Linked DNA regions of Mus musculus: region 1 is linked to region 2. A link is a contact called in public Hi-C data. All regions are on one chromosome and are shown on one strand. Each heading gives the region's core, a stretch centred on a gene start, on an enhancer-like site or on the middle of the called end of the contact. The rest is flanking DNA. Distances are from core to core; before and after follow the strand shown.

Evidence for each region. A called contact is a pair of places that touch in the nucleus more often than the background predicts.
Region 1: a contact with region 2 is called in a Hi-C map of uterus, with 5 times the contacts expected there. The contact joins two enhancer-like sites. A contact is called at or near these places in 5 of 39 promoter capture datasets (the C10 cell line, embryonic stem cells, hippocampal neurons and 2 more), 2 of 484 Hi-C or Micro-C datasets (bone marrow-derived macrophages and uterus), 3 of 115 datasets of contacts at active chromatin or transcription factors (embryonic fibroblasts, embryonic stem cells and stem cell-derived neural progenitor cells) and 1 of 9 other capture datasets (liver).

What each region holds. Positions count from the first base shown.
Region 1 is chr17:86,900,531-86,907,983 of GRCm38.p6, reverse strand. No RefSeq gene overlaps it. Among named protein-coding and RNA genes, the nearest start is that of Tmem247, 13 kb to the left of the region's middle. Within about 2 kb of position 2,548, at least 151 of the 459 cell types and tissues checked have an H3K27ac peak or open chromatin away from gene starts, as enhancers often do. A contact at or near this core is called in liver and uterus, where this site is marked.
Region 2 is chr17:86,569,785-86,576,658 of GRCm38.p6, reverse strand. The region is part of intron 11 of Prkce (protein kinase C, epsilon); the gene reads right to left. Among named protein-coding and RNA genes, the nearest start is that of Gm52297, 96 kb to the left of the region's middle. Within about 2 kb of position 2,923, at least 27 of the 459 cell types and tissues checked have an H3K27ac peak or open chromatin away from gene starts, as enhancers often do. A contact at or near this core is called in liver and uterus, where this site is marked.

The DNA of each region.
Region 1 (7,453 bases), core at 1,299-3,798, 330 kb before region 2:
GCTGCAGGAGGGAGAGCACAGCAATCATGGAAGAGCCGGCAAGAGCGGCCCCAGCCCCTGCCCCCATTGCAAAGATTGGAATATAGATTTTAGTAAGTGGCCAACTGTCTCCACTTACTTGCTTGGGATTAGAGGACAGCCCAGGCGTATTGGAGGGGAGAGTGTCAGCCACATGGAAGTTTGGAAATGTCCCAGCCATTTGAGTGGGATTAATCGCCTACCACGACAACTTACAATTCACATTCACATAAGGTGGGGCTAAGAGTCTTGAAGTAAATGAAATGGGAGCACGTTGGCTTCCGCAGATGATCTAGATTCATCCTCCCGCATGTGCTCTCCGTCCCCTGCTCCCGGGGAGCTGCGGCTGAGCACTGTGCACTGACTCTGGGACCAGTCCGGAGCTCACAAGGAGCCTGCTTTTCCCACATTGGATTCGTGAGAGTGAGGGTAAAAAGAATCTGCAGAGACTACCTACCGTACATCCCTGACCTTGGCGCATGCTCCTTGAAGCTCTGAGTATCGTCCTCACTGCTTACTCGCACATGTCTGTTTTGGTGACTCCAGGTCACAGTCCCAGCAGGAGGTGGACCAACTCTATTCAGTTCTAGATAGGCAATGTTCTCAGTCTGTCCCAGGTGGTTTGAAAATGACCTGGAGGAGTTGTAAGTTCTCTGGGCATAGCAGCTGGGACCTTGGCATTGTGCCCTGGTGTCAGTCATGTATCAGAACATGCATGTGACCATATTTTATCCCCTCTGAAGAGCTGCTGTGGTCATCCCTGCCTGTATGAGAAACTGTGGATCAGGATACCTAACTGATTTCACATGCACACAGCTGTCACCTGGCAGGGTGGAGATTTGAAACCAAAGCTGGTTTGCTGTAAGTCTGATTTTTTTTCTTCCTTTCACCCTGTGTTCTGTTTCACACATGTAGATCTAGTCAGGTCTGCAGAATTATCTTGATAAAAAAAGCCATAACCCCCCTCTCTCCTTTTTCCTCCTGCCTCCTTATTCTATTTTATTTTGAGACAGATTCTCATATAGACCAGGGTGGCCTTGAACTTGTTATGTAGCCAAGGCCAACCTTGAACTCCAGACTCTCCTGGCTCCACTACCCTGCTGCCAGGATTCTAAGCCTCCTAGTGGCCACCTTCCTAACTGCGTCGCTGGATCTATGGCTGTGAAGGAGCAGTGTTTTGATTCCACAAGGTGTTCCTTAAGCATGTTTATCCTTTCTTTCCCCCACTGTCAGTCGGTGCCAGCTTTGCCACCTCCTCTGCATGGTTCCCATTGCTCTGAGCTCCAGCTCTTTGAGGACTCCGAGCAGGCAGCATCTCACTCGAATGTACGGACATCTTCCATGTTTGACCCTAGACTTCAGGCTTTCTGGTTTAGAGACTATGTGATGTGTGCCCATCACAAATCACATCGTGTACAACACGACAGGCCACTTACACATTAAGGTGTAAGGTGAGGTACCCCGGACGTGATTTCTCAAAAGAAGTGTTTAGCACGTCTTTGCCATAACAAATGAGGCTCATTGTTGCGCTCTTGGCATTCAGGAGTAGTTCATTTTGGTCCTCTCCAAACTGCTTTGGGTTTGCGCTAAGAAGCCCTGGCCCGGCTCTACCTCGGTAGCAATACTGCTTTTGTCCAGAAGATGGCGAGCAAAGCCAACAGGAAGGAACAAAGTTTATTAGCGCCTGGCGTGAGAGAGCAGTTAGCTCTTCTCATAAAAGAGACAGGGATGGAAAAACGATTTGCCAAGGTTTATAAAAATGCACTGAGGATAAGGACTGGCCTCGAAGGCAGGGTTTCTGGCTGACCTCTATGAAAGTCAGTAGTTTAGAAAGGGCAGCTGAAGTAGAAAGATCACAGCAGCTTGTGACTGGGTCGTTCTTCAAGAGCCTGCTTTAATACCTTCAGCAACTTCTCTCTAAAGCAGAAACAGCCGGGGAGTATGAGCAGGCCAGGGCACCATCCTCCTCTGAGACGCTCACTGGCTTTGGAAATCAGTCCTAATTTCGTGCTCCTTGGTTAACTCTCTAGTCTACCGGAAGCTTCCAGGGGCTTCATGGTCATGTTTGCACGGGTCTTTAAACTGAACAGAGGTTGGGAAAGACATACTGATTTGAGCTGACTAGAAAGAGGTAATAGATCGATGGGGGAGGTTCCAGTCGGGTGGGAATTTGCCAAATAGCATTTTTTAAAAAGAAGCTGAGGAGGCCAGCCAAAGCTCTAGCTTCAAAGTCAGAGTAATACAAAGTAAGGTCAGCCAGGGCAAGGGTGTGACCCTGGGAAGGGGTAAAATACCTCCCCGAGTTTTACAGAGACAGATTTCTAAAACTATAGCCACCTCCCCCCAGCCCCCATTTTCTTGTGACCTAAATCCTCCCCTGAAGCGGAGCTGGGCTCTAGGCCAGGGTGTCAGTCACGGACAAAGGCGTCCTGTTTCGAAGGTCTGGCCACTGTGTTTGCCTGTAGGGGCCAACAAACGCTGTAGGCCTCCCCCAGCCGATAACATAGAAATCCGCAGAGTTCCTCCCAGGACACTCGCAACACTGCCCCCTCAGGTTTCTCCAGCACGGTGACAGAGCTGTGTCCATAAGGCCGCTTGATTCTGGTTGATTGTATGGTGGCTGCTAGGTTGTTCTTCCTCCAGCTGACTCCATTCTGGCTCTGTTTGTTTTTCCTAGCTGACTGGAAAGCCTTTTTCTCAGGGTTTTTTTGGACCAAGAGTGAATGACATCCCAATGTGGCCTGTCCTCTTTCTCTCTCTCTGCCTATTTTATCCTCTTGCTTCCCAGAACTTTGGTACATCTCTGCCTTTGTCATTGAAGCTGAAGTGGCAGAGGACATTGCCGGGCTGGGGACCCATTGCTGAGCACAAGAGGGAAGATGGACCGTTCAGCTTAGTAGGAAGTTTCTGCTCCTGTGGAATAGAGATGCTGACATCTGCCCGTGATCTGGTCACAGAGAATGCAGAGACAGCACAAATGGCAAATGGGTGTACATTGAGGGAAGGGTGTACATTGAGGGAAGGGTGAGAGAATGGGGTGAATGAGTGTATGTCAGGTGGGAAGAGGGGGGACAGAGGCACAATGACGGGCGTCTGTGAGACATCTCCAGGTGTCAGGAGGCGCAGCCTTCCGCTTACACGAGAGCTGCATGTGTACATTTGGGCGAGCACTGTGAGGAGCGGTATCAGGAGCCGCTGTGAGAGTGGTGACAGAGCTCCGGCCATTGCCCTTGAGGGAGCAACTACTTGGCTGTGTGGAAATAAGCATTAGGAGAATTAATGTGGCTTAAAGTAGAGAGGAATGGAAAAATCCAGGGGGAAGGGAACCGTGAGTTCTGGGCTACAGTGGATGATAGGGAGACTAAGAAGGTACCAGGGGACAGATGTCAACCACATCCTGCAGGAAAAAAAAAATGACACAGGGCCCTGAGAGATGAGGAGGACTATGGATTGAGGAAGACATAGAGGGTCATGCCTGTGTGTGGGTGTTGTCTAGGAAGTCACAGCCTGCTGTGGCCAGAAGGCTCGGCTCTTAGGTGACCACAGAGGGACCTTATTCATGTGGTTACTGGTGTAAGGAGGGAAGTGGAGCCCATAGGCAGATGCGACCTTCTGTGGCTTCCTCTCACACTCTGGGCTCTTGTTCCTTCAGTAGTTACCCCTTAGCCTGACTGCACCCTTGGCTCAGCCTCAGTTGCCAACCTGCTTAGCTCTGATCACAGCCTGGGACACAGCTCTCTTGGCTACACTTCGAGGAAGGCAGGTGTTCTGTCCCTCAGTGCCAGGGCTCAGCTGTTTTGAAGGTGGGAAGGGAATGTGGCCCTGTTTGGAAGGCTCTGTTTAGGAAGTGAGACCAGGAGCTTTGTCAGAGAAGGGGAGATGGGTGGGGTGGGGTGGGGGAGAATTTTCTGGAAGTTTCTTCTAGTCTGGGCTCTTTGAGGCAGCTGCTTATATGATGGATGGCGACATTTATTTACTGCAGTTTTCTAGGGGTCACAGATCCCAAACAGATGTCCAATGCCCTGCAGGGAACACTGGTGGCATTGTGAGGGGGACATTTTTATTCTAAGTGAGTCACAGAGGCAGGGGAAGACAATGAGTCAACTGGGAACTGGCAGGAGATAGGTGTAAGGGCCATGGAGGAGTCGGGGGCGGGGTAAAATCAGCCCAGCCTGGCGCTCACTAGGACTTCCTCTCTGCCGCTCTCGTTTGTCAGCTGTGTGGTGAGGTCTCTGCACTGCAGCTTCTCCAAGCTCCTTTAGTGTGGTGTTGGCCGTCCACCTTCTATTTATGCTGGGTCCTCAGCCTGGTGTGGAGTTCAGGCATCAGATCGGGGAGGGGCCATAAAGACTGTCCTCTCAGGACAGGGCAGTCCCAGAGCTGACAAATTTGAATGTGTGAATAGGATTCTGGACTTCTAGTCTAGCCTCGAGTTCTTTTCTAGCTCTTATCAAGTTAAGAAAAGGCTTTGAAAAGAGTATCCAAGGCAAACATTTCAAATATTATAAAAAGCAATGGAATCCTTCTCTTAAAGGATATTTTATATGGAACGGAGAGAAGGCAGATAAAACACATCTGTCTGGGTAGCAGGTTTAGAGTATACGCAGCAGACTTGATGCCTGCCCGACTCCCAGGCTCCTCCACAGAGCCTCTGAGCAGGGTAGTCCACACCCAAGGGCCAGATGAGCTAAAGGCAGGCGTAGAGACTCTAGATTCCACGTTCCTATGGAAAGTCCTCTAGAAGCGAGAGCCAGGGAAGTCTCCCGTGTCTGCTACAAGACTGGTTGAAGACAGCAAACATGTGTCCATCAAACATCACAGCATGGCCACTATGGAAGGACCCTCTCTGCACCACCAGACATTTCTTTCAGCACTTAATATTAGCAAAAGCTCACACTGTTGTTTCTCAACTCTTTGTTCTAGAACGTCAAGGCTAGACTTTCCTCTCTGCTTTTCCAGATTGAGTTGCTGATCACAGACTGGCACTTCCCTCGCAGGTCAAGGTTCCTCTGCGTGTCTCCCTGCCCCTAGGATGCTGGACTGAAGGTGAAGTCTGAAGGCGGATAGACGGGAAGCCCTCTACGTGCTGGCTCTTTCAGGAGTACTCGCATTTCTGGGTGTGGATGTCTCTAGAACAGGGACCCAGTGCCAGCCCTTGTTCTATGAGTATCATGGCATAACAGTGGTTCTTGGTGTCCCTTTGATTCTGGGGCTGCACATTTGACAACATTCACTGTCATTTCCATTACAGCCAGGATGGCAGGTTTGTTTGGATCTGATGGTCATTTCTGATGGCCCAGCCTACCACACCCATCGCTAATCTGTAAATACCTAACTCTACAGGACAATGTAAAGGCCACAAGCACTCGTGTTCCTGACCCAGGTCAGCTTCCTCAGGAAGTAGGATGCTTGGATTGTCCTTCCGTTCCTTACGGAAGAGACTTCGGTTTCAGAACTTCGGTCCCCATGCCCATGACAGTGATAACCTCACTCCCCCATCACTATTGGGGCTCTTGAGCATCTGCATGGCTCCTGCCCCTCTCAATGACTAACGTCTATTTCAGGATTTGGAATCCATCCTCCCCGTATTACAGTCTCCTCACAGTTGCCATGGGGAGCAATAGCAGAAGTTCCCTGCCATGACAAAGTCATGGCTGCAGTCGAGGCATGTGGAAATGAGACAAGGTCCCGGGTGGGGTGCTTCACGTGCGAGGAAGGACAGAGCACCTCAGCTTTGCAGTAGGAGATGTGTCTAGGCAGACGGGCAGTAGCAACCTTTAACAGCATGGCCCTTCAAGAAGACTGCATAGACTCGAGACTGCTGATGTGGAATATGGAAGGGTGGCAGCTAGGGCTGAGACAACTTCATAGGGTCTCTACAAAGGGCCTGGCACTGCTGCTCAAGGGAAGTTACACACACATACACACACACACACACACACACACACACAAATATATGTATATATGCATACATATATATTTATATGTGCGTTTCGATATATAAAAATTATATTTATCTATATAATAATTTATATGTATATTTATATAATATTTATATATTGTATATAATATAAATTATATAATATAAACTATAATATAAATATGTAAATTATATAATATAACATAATATAATATAAATATATTTGTATATAATATGTTATATATTTAACATATGTATTGAAATATATAATATATACTTCTTTCATACAATATACTCTGATTATGCTTTTCCCTTACCCAGCTCCTTGCATATCCTCCCTGGCTTTCCAACTCTACACCCTTTCTCTCTGTTACTGTAGAAAATGAACAAGAACAAAAAACAGCAAATAACATTCTCTTGTGTCTCTCTGTCTCTTTCTTTCTCACATACATACACATACACATGCACACACACACATACACATAGACATACATCTCTCATACATACACACACACACACACACATGCACACACACACATACACATAGACATACATCTCTCATACACACACACACACACACACACACACACACACCATATACAAACACTAAACAAGAAACAATAATACACAAGTAAGAAACCAGTAAGACTTAAATGCCCAAACAAAGCACTATGAGACAAAAGTCTGTAAAAACACCACTGAGTTAATTCCGTGCCAGCCATTGAGTTCTGGGCAGTAGACCTACCATGCAGTGTGGCTAATATGCCTATTGAGACTGAATTGGAGAAAATTAATTTTTTTTAAAAAACAGATGACAATTGCAGAAAGCTTCTTGGTTAGGGTGGGGGCTATGTCCACTTCCTCCAGTGGTGATTTATATTTCTTCATAGATAGCACGCAGATCTCTTCACAGCTAGCGAGCTCTCTGACTGAAGGATAGCACTTTGACAGGGCAAAGGAACAAGTTGAGAAACAGAGTTTTCCCACAGCATGGTAGGACGGTAGCCATGGTAACCGTGGGTAACCGTGGCTGAGAAAATAGCAATGAGAATGGATTGTGAGTGTTCCTGACGCCAAGAAATAGTGCATTCTCAACTCCCCTGACCTGACCATTGCATGTGATATACAATATAGGTAGATGCTGTATACATGCTATACTCTATTTCCAAAATAGGTACAGTTGCTATATGAAATGAAAGAAGCAAGAGATTGTAGGGAGCTTTGCTGGTCGTTCAGGTAAGTGTTGGCTAAGGGAGCCAAGGGAGCCAGGCCATCCAACAGGTGCCGAGTATCATGGAAGGAGTGACCTAGGGCCTGGGCCAGGTGGACCAATGGTGCTCACTCCAGAAAAGGAGTGGATTTGGTCGTACTGAATCTGAGGTTACCTGGCAACTAGCTGGTTAATTAGTCTGGGACTTGAGGTCCCTTTGAAAATGTATACTTAAGAGTTGCTCTAGACTTTAAACGGAAGTCAACACCGTGGGGATGCGAGGCGGAGAGGAGCAAGGTTTTAGT
Region 2 (6,874 bases), core at 1,674-4,173:
CCTCTGAACCTGTAAGCCAGCCCCAATGAAATGTTATAAGCGTTGCCTTGGCCATGGTCTGTTCATAGCAGTAAAACCCTAACTAAGACAACCCCACAAGTTACTCTTAAAATAAAAGCTGTTCTAAACGTACAGAACATTCAACGGCCTTGAAAATAAAGTCCAGAGCTTCAAGGTGACAGTATCGGAAAGTGATGTCTGTCTTCTGGGAGAAATTTCTGTCCATTGGCCAGAGAGAAAATGTACTCAAGTAGCATACAGTAAATTACGGATGATGGCCCTCGGATGCGTCAGGGAACTTCATCAGCAACGTTTGCAGGCTGTTAGGATATAATTGCTCTGTGGTGGTTGACCCTAAGCAGAGAAGAGATGAGTTCACATGACTGCTTCTCCATTGGGTCCTGTGGCTGGCATGAAACAGTTCACCAGAGCATATCACAAACTTTTCAGGAATTTAGTGAGTTGGTTGTTAAAATGCTGGTAGTTAGAAACTGGCCCCAGGGAGAACATTTACATCACAGAAATGAGAAAATGCTGCAAATCTGGTTGGTTTTGTTGGGAGCTAGTTCTATCAGCACACAGGATCAAACCCCCGGAGTCCCGGCTCACACTTCTGCCTTTGTCTCTAAGGGGCAGAGAGGCCTTGGATAAACCTGAGTTTCAATTTATTCCTCGAGAAAAATGATAAGGGGATATCTACCTTTCAAAGGTTCTTCTATCTCTCAAATTCCAGGAAACAGCAAGCTATCATTTAATTTCTATGTACAGTTTACCCCAAGAGGATGCTCTGATCTTCATTCCAAAGTCCCTCCACTTAGAGCCCCTTGCTTCCCAGGGCTGACCTCATGCCTCCCCAAGCTGCCCCTTGTGCTTTGAGGTCCAGCATATATTGGCTCTTCAGGCCCAAGGGTCTGCTTGGGGCCCTCCCCTCCCCATTATCAACCCTGTCCTCCTTCCTACCTCCTACCTCCCCCATTCTTTTACTCTGGCCACCTCCTGCCTACCTATCAGGCCTCTCTGGGAGAGGCTACTTCTTCCTCAAAGCCTTCCCTGACCTGCTCTAGGCCAGCCCAGGGCCCTCCCTGGGTTTCTCTGGTCGTGCCATGTATTTCCCCTATCATAACTCTTATCAGCTTTTATTGTTATGGCTTGCTTCATTGTCTGCTGTTCCTACCCAAGTGTCAAAGAGGGCAGAGACTGGATGCCTCCTGTCCTATGAGAGCATCCTGAAGCACACCTGGCACATCAACGTGTCTTGACAAACATTGTTAACCTGCTGTCCGGACAACACAGGCATTTTCTTGGTGGCTTCTCCACAGCCTTCTCCTTCAAGAGATGGCAGATGAGCATATTCCCGGTAAAGGGGCAACTGCCAGCCCTGTTTCCAAGAGGGAGGGAGGTGTCTGTGAAGATCTCAGTCCTTTTCCCAGAATGCATCTCTGTCCTTGGCTAGATGTCCCTACACACAAGCCAGCTGTATTCCCCTCAAGGTAGTGTGCTCACTTACCATAGGAGTAAATACTTAAGTTGGCTACAACAGAGCCTGGGCAAACTATTCATTGTGTTAATAAGGGAGCATGGTGAACAAATTGGAGGGTGTGTGTGGGCAGGAGGGGACCCAACACTAGTGTCACCTGCCAACGAAGTTTCCTATTCTAAGGAGCCATAGGAATCATGGGCATTGGCTCTAAACCCTCCCAAGAGGAACCACTACTTGCCAGGACTTCACAAGGATAATGAAGTGAAGTTTGCCATCAACCTTGCAAGTTTGGGTTATGTTCAAGACAGTCTCAGACCAGACAGTCTGAGAATTGCAAGGCTAGTTCATCCTGTGTGGTCACCGTATGTATGGGTTCGGGAAACTGAGGCCGTGCAAAGGATAATTTTATTACTTCTATAGTATTAATAATTTCCCCAAGGTCGCCTAGCTGAGGTTGAGCTTTAGTAGAGCTCTGGTCTGGAATCTGCCCTGGTGCTCTCTGCCCAGCAGCAATTCATCAAGTACACACAGTAAGGGACAGAAGGAGATCCAAGTCGGGGCAGTGCACTGCAAGCAAAGCCCAGGCTGGTCCATGAGGAAGCCACAAACATTCTATCCTCGTGGCCACCTGTGTCCAGGGAACTCCTCCCGGCCACCTGTGTCCAGGGAACTCCTCCCGCCAACCTCACATCTTCTCGGGGTAGGCCTTTTTGCTTTGTTTTGTTTTTGTAAACTAAATATATGCATTAAGAGACTGTGGTCCACTAGGGGAAGCCATCAATTTATGACAATTCAGAGAATACCTACGGGATCGTTCAACCAAGAAATAGACACCGTTCGTAGGGAGTACTGCTCTAGCGGCAGATGCAATGTGAAAGGAGGAAGGAGTGGCCGCATTTTCTAGAGAAGGTCGGGGCAAATGAGTTAACATTAGAGGATGAGAAGGAGCGAGCTAGACAAACAAAAGCCACCACAGTCTAGGAAAAGTTCTGATGTTCTTAAACAGAAGCTCTGAGGAAACAGGCTGTGTGGGGACTATTACTGTTCAGGATGGAGTAAGCGTACGTCACACCTGGACGTGTCAGAGGTCAGTCCAAAGACCACACTCGTTAAGCTCAAGAGATGACTCAGAGAGAAGGTCACTAGAGGAAGCAGCTAGGAAGATATATGGGGACCATCTTGTGAGACGGCAAGGTCTGTGTGCAAGTGCCAGTGACAAAACTTGCCGGAGACGAAGCCAACAAGCGCCCAAGGTTGTGGGTGTTACTGTGTAAGAGGCCCGAGAACCTCCAGATGTTATCTTGAGACAGCACAGTCCTTCTGTGCGTCTCGGCAACCAAATGTTCCAGTTTCTTGCTTTATAAAGAACATGGGCGGAGACAGTATAAGAGACTCGGAGCCAACGGGTGAACAGAGGGCACAGCCTTAGTCGATTAGCCTGTTAGCACACAATCATAAAAAGAAGCAGAGCCAACTAAGTGTGGCCCCTAAGGTCTCTGCTTGATGGCTATACTCTTCCCTTCTCCACCCCTCCTGTGACCCAAGTCACCTCAAAACAAACACAGCCAATGGGGAGGGCCACTGAGCCAGCCTCAGACTTTCACACAAAAACTTACCTATCATGGCAAAGCTGCCGATTGTTTGATGAAACAATTCCCATTTTTAGGAGCTCAGCCATTAGCCCAGGGCGTTAAAGAAACAAAGTCCTATGACTCAGGCTTGGAGAATCCAGTCTCTGCTTGAATCCACTGCCGTGATACTCCTTCCAAGATACCTGCTTCTGTAGAGCACTGCGTCCTCATAAAGAAATATCCAGATATTCAATTCCTCTTCACAGAAAAGGCCTGACACCTCAGCATCTCACAGATGATGCCTTTGTTTGGAAGGTTCTTAACCGGATGAGATGCCTTTTTTTTTTTTTAATCAGTCTGCCAACTGGCAGTCCACTTCTCCACTTCTACAGAGAATTCTACTAACTGGACACTTAGCCACTCATGTGAGTGTGTGCTCTGTACCCGGCAGGACCATAACATTTCCCATGTATGAACTCACGTGATCCTCACAGTATCTCTGTGGGGGAGTTATCACCCTGATTCCACAGACCGAGAACCCATGGTTAAAGATTTCGCGTGTGCAGTGTGAGCTGTTTGTTTATTTGTTTTGTTTTGAACTCTGACACAGGGCCCTCTCTGTTCTGTGTTATGTACCAGATCTCGAATAAATGTAGGTGATCACAGAGTCTCTGACTATTTTGTCTCTGAACGCATATTCCTAGCTCAAACTTCATCAGGAATTTCTCTCTGGCTCTAAACTTCCTGTTTGTTCTGAATCTCCGATGTCAACAAAATTCATGATCCTACTTTTGATCTGGCCAGCAGTATCGGGGCTTTCTCAGAGGAATGTAAACACAGCGTTGGTCCCAGCCACTGGTCTGTACTCCCCACCCCCTGACCCGCTCCTCCTCCTCATGTCACAGTGACTCTGTCCCATGCTACAACCAGCAGAAAACACGGATGGAAATCAGTTCGGGGCAAAAAAAAAAAAGAAAAAGAAAAGAAAGAAAGAAAGAAAGAAAGAAAGAAAGAAAGAAAGAAAGAAAGGAAGGAAGGAAGAAAAAAGAAAAAAAAAGAAAAGCCTCATCCTAAAATAAGTCTGGACCCCTAAAAACAGCTACACCTCAAGATTATGGGATAATATTTAGCATGGGACACATTATTCAGTTGTCAGCACGGTAGGGGGACAGATGAGTGTCTTGACTGAGGGGCTCAGGCATGATGTGTAGTTGTGGCAAAGATCACCCAACAGGAAAACCGAGCTGCCAATGCGGCCTCTGAAGCTTTCCTGGTTAGCAGATGTTTCGGGCTGTTGCAACTCACTGACCAGGGATCAGCATAGCCAGCTTCCATACATATCCACGAGTCCTGCATCTGTGGAATTACTCAACCTCAAAGGCAAAATATGTTTTAAAAATTGCATCTGTTCCAGACATATACTTTTATTCTTGCCATTCCCTAAGCGGTACAACAGGACAACTGTTTACAAATCCTGGCACTGTTTTGGGTAGTGTAAGGAATCGAGAGATGACAGTTTACAGAGTAGATAGGTAAGTTATTTATTTTGCATAAGATGCTTGGATATCTCTGGATTTTAGTATCTGCAGTGATCCTGGAGGTCTGTCACTATAGATACTAAGTAATAACTATTTTTCCTGCCTTGTGCTTCTAACGAAGTAGTTCTCAATTTGTGGGTCCTAATGCCTTTGGGAGTCGAGTGACCCTTTCACAGGGGTCACATATAAGACATCCTGCATATCCGATATTTACATTATAGTAAATTAACAGTAGCAAAATTACAGTTATGAAGTAGCAAAAAAAATAAGTTTATGGTTGTGAGTCACTACAAGGTGAGGAACTGTATTAAAGGGTCACAGCATTAGGAAGGTTGAGAACCACTGGGCTAACAGGAATGTATTATAAAATTATAATTTAATAAAGCTCCTTTCTCTGGAATACTGTCTGGTGCTGAGTTAGAGGCTCTGCTTGGTTGGACCCTTAACTTGCACAACAGAATCCACACATCTATCATCCATTGACCCAAACAGGGGCTTATATCATTGCCTTTACCACAGATGGTTCATTGGCTGAGCCCCAACCCCACCTCTAGAGGCACACTTCTGTAAACTAGCCTATTAACCCACCCAAGCCAACCCCACAGGTCTTGCCACCATATGCAAAACACCCGCCGTTAGCACCATCTGACATCTGAGACAAGGATAACACGTGTGGTCATTTAGATGCTTGGACCCAGGTCCTTGGCATTGGTTTGTGAGAGCTGCCACCAATTGAATCACTTAAATGACAGAAATTGACTTCTCTCAGTTGTGACAATTAAATGATCAAGGTCAAGATGCCAGCAGATTGGTTTGTTCTGAGGACGTTCCCCCTGGCCTGAAGAGGACCATCTTCTCAAGGTCCTTTACTGTGCTTTCTTGGTCCTACCTTTCATTTCTTCTAAGGATAACAGTTGTCTTGCATTGGCGCCCACCCAGACCTAACTGTGGTTACCTCTTTTAAAAGATTCCATTTTCAAATAGAGTCATATTCTGACGTGTTGGTGATTAAAGTTTCAGTATTGAATTTGGATGGGCGGAGGGCTTGTCCTATAAATTCTCTGACTCCCAAACTCAATGTTTTCCATCCATCCAGGCAGGATCCACAGACCCTTCCAGGTGCCGGGGACCGCACATAGCACTTCTGCGGATGTTTTTATCATGTAATTTTCAAAACAGTCCTAAGAGGTTTATGTTCTAATTCCCATGGCATGGTGAAAAAAAAAAGAAGCCATTTCAAACAGTCTGATTATTCTGGCTAGAGAGACACAACAAAGAAGAGGCTGACCCAGCCTGCAGGCCCAGTTCTTTGACCCCAAACTCAGTGTCGCCTCCAAAATAAAACTCTGCTTCCCATGTGAAACTGAGACGGGCAGTGGCAGGGACAGGGCGACCTGACAGTGCCACTGGAGGTGATGGGCTCTGGTAAGACCACTATCTTAGGAAACATCATAAATATTGTGATGAGTAACCATAGCAACCTCAGCGTGTCCATGGTGATGGTGTGGTTATTGTTGTTGTAGTTAAAGACCTCTGGATAAAGACGGTAGGTAGAATAACTATTACTAGTTTTCTCTCTTTTCCAAAACTGTACACAAAAAACAAGAGAAGAGGCAACAGCCATATAATTCTGGAAGTGCGAAACACATGGATATGTGGGAATGGATCTATCTGTCCAACAGAGCTGAGTCCTGAACCAGCCATGAGTGAAATTGAGAAAAATTAAATTTATCCTATAAAATTTCACCCCTCCTCCAGAGTTTAGGAAATTATAGTAAGTTGTTTTTAGAGATGGAGATGTAGAGACTACAAGCATTTGTTGAGATGCAGTTATAAACCCAGGTGGCCAGGAAGCTCTTGCACCATCCCCTCATCTGCACCAGAGACTTATTTTCTGGGGAAAGGAAGCAGATGCTGCCAGGCCTGGAGGGTGGGTACCATGAGTGAAGATGAGAGCAGTAGACAGATACTTGAGGATGGTCCTCCAGCCCCCTCCTGTCATTTGGCTCTGATAGCGCTAGAGGTATCTCTCAGTTCCAAAGCCATTTGAGCAGCCATAATGAAGTATGAATTGTATAGTCACATTTCCCTGCGGGGACAAGAGTCTTCTCTGGACAATAGAATCACTCTAGGAGGGAAGGTCTAAAGATTATCCATAGCCTTTTCCCAACCAAGCAGTCATCCAGACTGGCCAACCGTGAACCCAACTTGAATAGCCCCAACCCAAAAGTTAATCCTAGAGAAAGATAATGCAAGGGAAGGAATCCTTTACAATGTCACTGTGC